Linked DNA regions of Mus musculus: regions 1 and 2 are each linked to region 3. Evidence: chromatin contacts called from public HiChIP or PLAC-seq and promoter capture Hi-C data. All regions are on one chromosome and are shown on one strand. Each heading gives the region's core, a stretch centred on a gene start, on an enhancer-like site or on the middle of the called end of the contact. The rest is flanking DNA. Distances are from core to core; before and after follow the strand shown.

Evidence for each region. Promoter capture Hi-C pulls out the DNA fragments that hold promoters and counts their contacts. HiChIP or PLAC-seq counts read pairs in DNA pulled down with a chosen protein or histone mark.
Region 1: a FOXA1 HiChIP or PLAC-seq map of pancreatic cancer cells shows a contact between it and region 3. The contact joins the promoter of Ring1 here to the promoter of Sapcd1 in region 3. A contact is called at or near these places in 3 of 39 promoter capture datasets (hippocampal neurons, neural stem cells and neutrophils), 4 of 115 datasets of contacts at active chromatin or transcription factors (craniofacial prominence, embryonic forebrain, microglia and 1 more) and 1 of 9 other capture datasets (liver).
Region 2: a promoter capture Hi-C map of neutrophils shows a contact between it and region 3, with 5 times the contacts expected there. The contact joins the promoter of B3galt4 here to the promoter of Sapcd1 in region 3. A contact is called at or near these places in 7 of 39 promoter capture datasets (the C10 cell line, the HPC-7 cell line, cranial neural crest and 4 more) and 1 of 9 other capture datasets (liver).

The regions. Positions count from the first base shown.
Region 1 is chr17:34,023,397-34,026,096 of GRCm38.p6, reverse strand. Ring1 (ring finger protein 1) reads left to right here and starts at 1,417. Exons shown (of 7, transcript NM_009066.3): 1 at 1,417-1,587; 2 at 1,679-1,808; 3 at 2,644-2,700. The coding sequence starts at 1,731. Mir219a-1 (microRNA 219a-1) reads left to right here and starts at 1,005; the gene lies at 1,005-1,114. It overlaps Mir219c (microRNA 219c), which reads right to left and starts at 1,085; the gene lies at 1,026-1,085. It overlaps H2-Ke6 (H2-K region expressed gene 6), which reads left to right. Exons shown (of 9, transcript NM_013543.2): 9 at 1-64.
Region 2 is chr17:33,950,190-33,952,947 of GRCm38.p6, reverse strand. B3galt4 (UDP-Gal:betaGlcNAc beta 1,3-galactosyltransferase, polypeptide 4) reads left to right here and starts at 1,460. Exons shown (of 1, transcript NM_019420.2): 1 at 1,460-2,758. The coding sequence starts at 1,686. It overlaps Rps18 (ribosomal protein S18), which reads left to right. Exons shown (of 5, transcript NM_011296.3): 3 at 357-545; 4 at 636-727; 5 at 830-950. The coding sequence ends at 905.
Region 3 is chr17:35,026,431-35,029,277 of GRCm38.p6, reverse strand. Sapcd1 (suppressor APC domain containing 1) reads left to right here and starts at 1,262. Exons shown (of 4, transcript NM_023893.4): 1 at 1,262-1,481; 2 at 1,694-1,834; 3 at 2,492-2,584; 4 at 2,821-2,847. The coding sequence starts at 1,368. It overlaps Msh5 (mutS homolog 5), which reads left to right. Exons shown (of 25, transcript NM_001146215.2): 24 at 9-82; 25 at 426-673. The coding sequence ends at 537. It overlaps Gm52318 (a long non-coding RNA gene), which reads right to left and starts at 1,730. Exons shown (of 2, transcript XR_003952415.1): 1 at 1,642-1,730. Vwa7 (von Willebrand factor A domain containing 7) reads right to left here. Exons shown (of 17, transcript NM_138582.1): 17 at 2,537-2,847.

The DNA.
Region 1 (2,700 bases), core at 168-2,667, 1.0 Mb after region 3:
ATGCTGAATATGGAAGGCAGGGGTGCTTGTGACCCTAATAAATTCCAAATCCTCTTCCCTGCCACCTCCGGTTCTTCTTGTGTCCAAGCCCTCAGACCCTTCCCCACCTCCCCCTCTCTCCCCTTTCCAGGGATTGTTCCCTTTCACTGCCTGGTCTCCCAGGGCAACCCCCGCCGCCGGGTGTGAGAGGAAAGAGTGTATGTCACTGTGTATGCGTGACACTCTGGGTCTTTTCAGAGGGAGGGGATTCTGCCCCCACCCCCTCTCATTGGTTCTGCAGCACCAGTCACCCACCCCCATTCCCCGAGTTCCTTATGGACCCCAAGGGTGATTTGTTCTTGGCCCCATCCTGGTGTCCAGTCTGGCCTTGGAAGGGGGTCTTGGAACAGGTGGCCCTCCCCCACCCCTCCTTTCTCTTTTCCCCTCCCTTCTCTCCACCTTACAATAGCTGCAGCCGGCCTGGGGTCGGATGGGGGGGATTAGGGGAGGGGGCCAGGATTAGGGGAATGGACTAGCCGATGAAAGGGGCTGGAGGAGAGCAGAAGGAGGGGGCTGGGAGGAGGAGGAAGGGGAGGGGGTCCTTGCTAATCGACTCTGGTGCCCACATAAGGACTGGCCACGGACTGAAGGAGAGAACAGGGAAGTAGGGGGTAACTGGGTTGGGGGGCGAGGGGACCCACTGCTAACTTGTCCCAGAGATAGGACACCCCCTGGCAGCCGCTGCACAGGCTGGCGGGGGGGACGAATACCCATCACGGTCTCTTCCTCTGTGCCCCTTATTCCCGACTCTGAACCGGCTCTCAACCGGTATGGCCCTGCTCCTTCTCCTTCTCTCTCCTTCTCGTCCGCTTCCTTCACTCCGAGTCCCGGAGTGGCTTTGCCTACTTTCCCACGCCAGACATTCACTCGTGTGCTCCCCGACTCCCCCCAGGGGCCCGCCCCATCTGGTGTCCCCGCTTCCGCGCGGCGTCTCTATCCCCGGTGCCTCCGATGCGCTTCTCTCCCCGTCCCGGGCCGCGGCTCCTGATTGTCCAAACGCAATTCTCGAGTCTCTGGCTCCGGCCGAGAGTTGCGTCTGGACGTCCCGAGCCGCCGCCCCCAAACCTCGAGGGGGAGAGGCCGGGCGGAGCGCGGGACGGTCCCCGGACACCCGGGACCCCGCCGCAGCCCTAGGATCTCAGGGCGCGCACCCAGCAGCAGAGGTGCAGCTGCGGCCGGCTTTCCGGGGTTCTCAGGCCCGGCTTGAGAGAAGTTGGGGATCAGCGCCACGGAGGGGATCCTCCGCCCTCGGGCTCTCCACATGCACCAGCACCCACCGGGCCGGCTCACCGCGCGCCCGGCGGGGGAGGGGGAACCCGGTTCCACGGCGCGCGTGGCGCGCGAGGGCGGTGACGTCTCCGTCGCGGGGTGGGATACAGGGAGGGCGGAAGTGACGTCGAGCCTCGGCGCCCAGGCCATGGCGGCGGTGGCGGTGGCAGCAAGGGTTGCGGCGTGAGTGGCAGCTGCGGACCGAGCGGACCAGGGCAGCGGAGCCCCGGGGTTCCTGGGGAGAGGCCCGCAGCAGGGCAGCGCGAAGGCCGGAGCTGGGTGAGGGGCCGCGGGGCGCACGCCCAGGGTCAGGGGGCGGGGTCTGCAGAGGGGCGGCCCCGACAGCGTCTCCCCCCACCCCCTTCCGCAGACCTCTCTCAGCGGAGCCCCGCTTGGAGGGGGAGGGTCTGTGCCCCGTCACCATGACGACGCCGGCGAATGCACAGAATGCCAGCAAAACGTGGGAACTGAGTCTCTATGAGCTGCACCGGACCCCGCAGGTGACAGGGATCTTCCAGCCCCAGCTTACCCCCTCCCACCAGCCCTCTCCCTCCCTGCCACACTACTCTTGGCCCGACTCTGTCTTTGAATCACCTTTTATCTTCTCAAAGCACTAAAACACCTACCTCATTTGATCCGATTTAACCCCTCAAAGTGGCCATGGCAGCGAGGTACAGCAGATATCACCGTTTTAATTGAAGCACGGTAAACAGAACTTACCGTCCCGGCCCTGTCCCATCTCAACAGCCACATGTCAATGTACACATATATATATTCATCCTGCGAGCTTAAATATAATTCCCTCTCCAGTTTTCTGACTCACGTGCGCTGGGACGACATCGGAATCTGTTTGACAGACACCCTGAACTTCTAGTCTAGGTAGTCTTGCTCTTTAGAGTTTTAAGAAAGCCTGTTGAGGCCGGATGTGATGGCGAAGGCCTTTAACCCCAGCACTCCTGAAGCCAGGACAGGTGGATCTCTTAAGTTTGAGGTCAGCCTGCTTAGAGGCCTGCCAGGAATACATGCATATGGAGACCCTGTCTTGAAAACAGCAAACAAAAAATGAAGAAGTCTTGTAGCATAAATATCCTCCAACCCATAGATCTGTGCCATTCCCAGCCCTAGTCCTCTCAACAAACCCTGGCCTTTCTGTTTCAAAACTCCTTGTAAATGGGCCCTCATCCCTTCTGTTCTGGTAATCTCCAAGTCATTGGTCTCCTCCATCCCAGAATTCCCATCAGTTTGGTCAGCATGGCTGTCCAGGTTCTTACCTTTCTCAAAGCTTGCCTCTAAAGTCCCCTTCCCCCAACCCACTGCCACCTTCTGATGACCCAGGAAGCCATCATGGATGGTACAGAGATTGCGGTTTCGCCTCGGTCACTGCATTCTGAG
Region 2 (2,758 bases), core at 211-2,710, 1.1 Mb after region 3:
GCTGGAGAGGTGGCTTGGCTGTTAGAGCATTAGCTGCTCTTCCAGAGGATCCAGGTTCAATGACCCAACACTCAACAACCATTAACTCCAGTTCCAGAACATCAGCGCCTTCTGGCCTCTGGTCAGTGTGCCACAGACACACAGACATACAATGCAGGCAAACATAAGACACAAATAGACTGGGCTAGAGAGAGAATCCAGCTGTTAAAAGCTATGACTTCTTCCAGAGGCTCCCAGTGACCACATGGTGGCTCACAACCATCTGTAATGGATTCTGATACCCTCTGGTATCTCTGAAAACTCTGTACTCAGATCTTTAAAAACAAAAGTCTAATAGCCCAAACTTTTGACCTCAGGGCGTGGGGCGGAGATATGCTCATGTGGTGTTGAGGAAAGCAGACATCGACCTCACCAAGAGGGCTGGAGAACTCACGGAGGATGAGGTGGAGCGAGTGATCACCATCATGCAGAACCCACGACAGTACAAGATCCCAGACTGGTTCCTGAACAGACAGAAGGATGTGAAGGATGGGAAGTACAGCCAGGTGTGTTAGGGGACTGGTGGACACGGGTTGTCCGTTAAAACTGGGTGCAGAATCAGGAGATAAAGTTGTCTCCCCTGTCTCAAAATCTAGGTTCTGGCCAACGGTCTAGACAACAAGCTGCGTGAGGACCTGGAGAGGCTGAAGAAAATTCGAGCCCATAGAGGGCTGCGCCACTTTTGGGGGTAAGTGGGTGATGAGGCTTAAGCTGCCCACTCCCAATCAGGCTGCACAGTCCACCGGCTCGCCTCCTGCTGCTCTGTGACCTGTATCTTTTTCTTCTGCAGCCTTCGTGTCCGCGGTCAGCACACCAAGACCACTGGCCGCAGGGGCCGAACTGTGGGTGTATCCAAGAAGAAATGAGTCTCTGGGCCTTTGCTGTTAATAAATAGTTTATATACCTATGACCTCCGTCTCAGTTTGTCTTCCATCTGATAGTACTTAATGCCACAGCGATCCTGAGCTCTGGTAGTTTAATCTGGCTGCAGGTGCCTTCTGGGTACAGTGCTCTTGGTGCACTTGAACGGAAATGTCCCTCATAGGCTCCTGCTGGTGTTTGCTCCTCCCTTTCTGTTGGGTGTTCACAAGGAGACTGCCTTAGGTGCAGCAAACTGGGCGGCAACCACTGTTAAAGGTGGGGCAGCCGGTGTTGAAAACCTCCAGGGGAAGCTTGGGCAGGCTTCAATTGAGTCTCCTGCCGTAGCCGTGCTAAGCTGTTGTGAAGTGGCTACAGCTCCGCCAGATGCTGCTGCTCGGGTGAGTTAACAGCAGATGCTGGCTGCTCTAGAAAAGCAGCCTGGTATTCCGCGTGCTTTACAGTAGGGACGGACCGGGAAGGGCTGGACCTATGTGAAATGCACGCCGCTTGTCGGCTTCCGGCCTAGAGAGGCATGATGGGAAGGTGCGGGGAGGGGCGGGATGGAGCGGAGTTCCGCGTGCACGCTAGCTAGGGAAACGAAGCCTTCCGGGGCCAGCTGTGGTGGGCCAGGGCCGCATTGCACGACAGCATCTGGAGAACAGCATCTGTGATGCGCCAGAGCCCCGCGCATGGGTCACCGCGTCTCCTCAGCAGCAGCTGGTTAAAGCCGTCCTCCCACCTCCCCACGCTCTAACAGCTGTGCCCACAGGTCTCTGCGGCACGCCATGCCCCTCAGCCTCTTCCGGCGCGTCCTCCTGGCGGTCCTACTACTGGTGATCATCTGGACCCTGTTTGGACCTTCAGGCTTGGGGGAGGAGCTGCTGAGCCTGTCCCTGGCATCCCTGCTGCCGGCCCCAGCCTCGCCAGGACCGCCCCTCGCCCTGCCCCGCCTCTTGATTTCTAACTCTCATGCCTGTGGTGGCTCCGGACCCCCTCCCTTCCTGCTCATCCTGGTGTGTACGGCCCCGGAGCACCTGAACCAGAGAAACGCCATTCGGGCATCTTGGGGTGCCATCCGCGAAGCCCGGGGTTTCAGAGTGCAGACGCTCTTCCTCCTGGGAAAACCTAGAAGACAGCAGCTTGCTGACCTGTCCTCAGAGTCAGCAGCACACAGGGATATCTTGCAGGCCTCCTTCCAGGATTCCTACCGCAACCTCACCCTCAAGACCCTCAGTGGACTGAACTGGGTGAACAAATACTGTCCTATGGCCCGCTACATCCTCAAGACGGATGATGACGTGTATGTCAACGTCCCAGAGCTGGTGTCAGAGCTGATACAAAGAGGGGGGCCTTCGGAGCAATGGCAGAAGGGCAAAGAGGCCCAGGAAGAGACAACAGCTATCCATGAAGAGCACAGAGGCCAGGCAGTGCCCCTTCTGTATTTAGGCAGGGTGCACTGGAGGGTGAGACCCACTCGGACACCAGAGTCCCGGCACCATGTGTCAGAAGAACTGTGGCCGGAAAACTGGGGTCCTTTTCCACCCTATGCCTCGGGCACAGGATATGTACTGTCCATCTCTGCTGTGCAGCTCATCCTGAAGGTGGCCAGCCGGGCCCCACCTCTACCTCTAGAGGATGTCTTTGTGGGAGTAAGTGCAAGGCGAGGGGGCCTTGCCCCCACACACTGTGTCAAATTGGCTGGTGCTACCCACTACCCCTTGGATCGGTGCTGTTACGGGAAGTTCCTGCTGACATCCCACAAGGTGGATCCCTGGCAAATGCAGGAAGCTTGGAAGCTGGTGAGCGGCATGAATGGGGAGAGGACTGCACCCTTTTGCTCCTGGCTCCAGGGATTTCT
Region 3 (2,847 bases), core at 13-2,512:
TGTGCTAGGTCTCAGACTTGATCCGCAGTGGGAAACCCATCAAGGCCACGAATGAGCTTCTGAGGAGGAACCAAATGGAAAAGTGAGTGGGGCCTGCCATGCTCCCCACAGCTCCTGTGTTCTCCCTCACCTGGCCCCAGCCATCTTTCTGCAGCCCCGTGCTCTCTTCCTCCTCCTCCTCCTCCTCCTTCTCCTCACCAAGTCAGGTGTGGCACGGGCACGTGCCTGTAAGCCTGGTGTTCAAGGCCAGCCTGAGCTACATAGCAAGACCTTGTCAGAAAACGACAAACAAAACCAACTCAGTATCCATGGCTGCTTTTGAAACGCTTGGCTCTCCAAGGCTGCAGTTTCCCGCACAGACCCTCCCCTCTGTCTGCATAGGGAGTTGGCGACCCAGCAGCCACACTGTTCTGTCTCTCCTGCAGCTGCCAGGCACTGGTGGATACGTTTCTAAAACTGGACTTGGAGGATCCCACCCTGGACCTGGACATTTTCATTAGTCAGGAAGTGCTGCCCGCTGCTCCCACCATCCTCTGAGAGTCCTCCCTCGCCTCCCAGCTACCTGAGCCCCGGGGCCTACCATGCCTTTTCGGGTTTTTTTTTTTCCCTTACTGCAGAGTTCTCAGTTTGCACATTGTGTCTTGTGCTAGGAATAAAGCTTATTTTAGATCAAGGTGTTTCCTTAGGTCACCCAACAGGACATCAGCTGGGACAGGGGGAAGTCACTCAAATATAGTGACAGTTGGGCTGGGCAGATGCTCAGTGATTAGAGGCACTGACTGCTCTTGCAGAGAAAGTGGCTTTGGTTCCAAGAACCACATGGTGGGTCACATCTGTGTGTCACTCCAGTTCCAAGGGATCTTACACCCTCTTCTAGTCTCAGGGGCTCTGGGACACATGGAATACACATAAGCTCATGGACACACACATACACATAAACTAACAAGTAGATAATTACATTTAGTCAGGAATGGTGGTATAAATAAATAAATGCAGGTACGATGGTGCAGACCTTTAATTCTACCACTGGGAAGACAAAGGCAGGTGGAGCTCTGAGTTTGAGGCCAGCCTGGTCTATATAGTGAGTTCCAGGCTAGCTAGGCTACACAGGGAGACCCTGACTCTAAATAAAACTTTAAATAAATTTAGATTCTGTCCTTGGGACTCAATGAGGACAAGCTACTTCCAACAGACTATACAAAACAAAAACCACAAAAACAAAAATGAAGGTTGACACACAGTTTAAGGGAAGCTATCTGTTGCCTTAAGAATTATCCTGGCCTCACAGGCTGAAAGACAAGGCAGGATGGGTAGAAGATGGGTTGGGGAGGGACCAGCCCCGGCTCCGCCCTTCCTACTTTAGAGCCATGGAGAGCCCAGGTCCTGGTGGGCCACCCCTGGTGCAAGCGCCCTACACTGTTCTGCTGCTACCACTGGGGACAAGCCGCCAAGACCCAGGAGCCCAGAACTTCTTCCTCTGGGTGAGTGCGAGACCAACTCAGTCTTGGGACATCCCCTCCCATGATGTACCCTGCATATATTTCCTCTCAACTGAGGACCCACAGACTTTCCCTCTGTATTCCTTTGTTATTCAAATCCTTAGTGATCAGATAGTGAGCCCTTTAGAGGAGATTGCCATACCTAGGGTCCTGCTGGGAGTGAGTCGTTTTGGCCTGTGTCTCCTCTAAGCCAGCTGCAGATGATGCAGGCTCTGGAGAGGGAACAAGATGCTCTGTGGCAGGGCCTGGAGCTGCTGGAGCATGGCCAGGCCTGGTTCGCAGACCGGCTGAGGGAGACCCAGCAACGGCAGCTGCAGCTGGGGGCCCTTGGCGAGGTAGGGGGCAGCCATCTGTGCACGGGCTGGGGAGGGAGAAGCAGGGAGCACGTGGACCTCAAAGGCTGCTCTGGGAAGGGGAGGGTTAACGGGCAGGGCACATGAACTGGAATAGCATTGGAAATGACAGGACAGCCACCAGTGTTCATTGTGCTGGAAGAAGTGGTCTGCATTCCATTCAGAGGGACTCCATCTGAGCACCCCACAGAGAATCAGAGAGTGGCCTGGGTGTCTCTCACTGGGCGGGGGGGGGGGGGGGGGGAGAAGACCCATAAGGAACAGGAGTGGGGGTGGGGTTCCAGGGTGGGGGTGGGGTTCCAGGTAGTTTGAAAGGAACTGACTGCAATTTTAAGAGATGGAGGTGGAGTGGTGGCCCACGCCTTTAATCCCGGCACTTGGGAGGCAGAGGCAGGCAGATTTCTGAGTTCGAGGCCAGCCTGGTCTACAGAGTGAGTTCCAGGACAGCCAGGGCTACAGAGAAACCCTGTCTCCAAAAACCAAAAAAAAAAAAAGATGGAGGTGGAGAGAGAGGGCTGGCCTTTCCATCTGTCTGGAAGGGTTCTGGGAGAAGGGAATCTGATGAGAAGAGTGGCCCGTGGTGAGGAAGTGGCAGGAGGACCTGTCTCCAGCACTCGGTCACCCTCCAACCCTGCCTAGGACTTTCTGATGGACTTGCATTCAGAGACTGATGCCCCTCTGCTAACCCGGATTCAAAAGGTGAATGCTTGTCTGCACAGTCTGATTCACAAGGTGAGTTTATTAGTTTTAATTTCTAGACTTCGGGGACGGACGGGGCTTTTGGAGTCGTACTGATTTAGCCTCGTCCATATGCACTGGCTGACTCCCACACAGTCCAGGACCAGGAGGGAATGTCAGGGCAAGAGAACTTCTGGTGGCAATGGGTGAACTGACAGGGGTTGAGCCCTGGCTGACAAACCCACAGGGTGGGGGACGGTGCAGGGCAGGGCGGATTCTCTCTCTTTTAGGAGTTGTCAAAGCATCGGAAAGGAGTC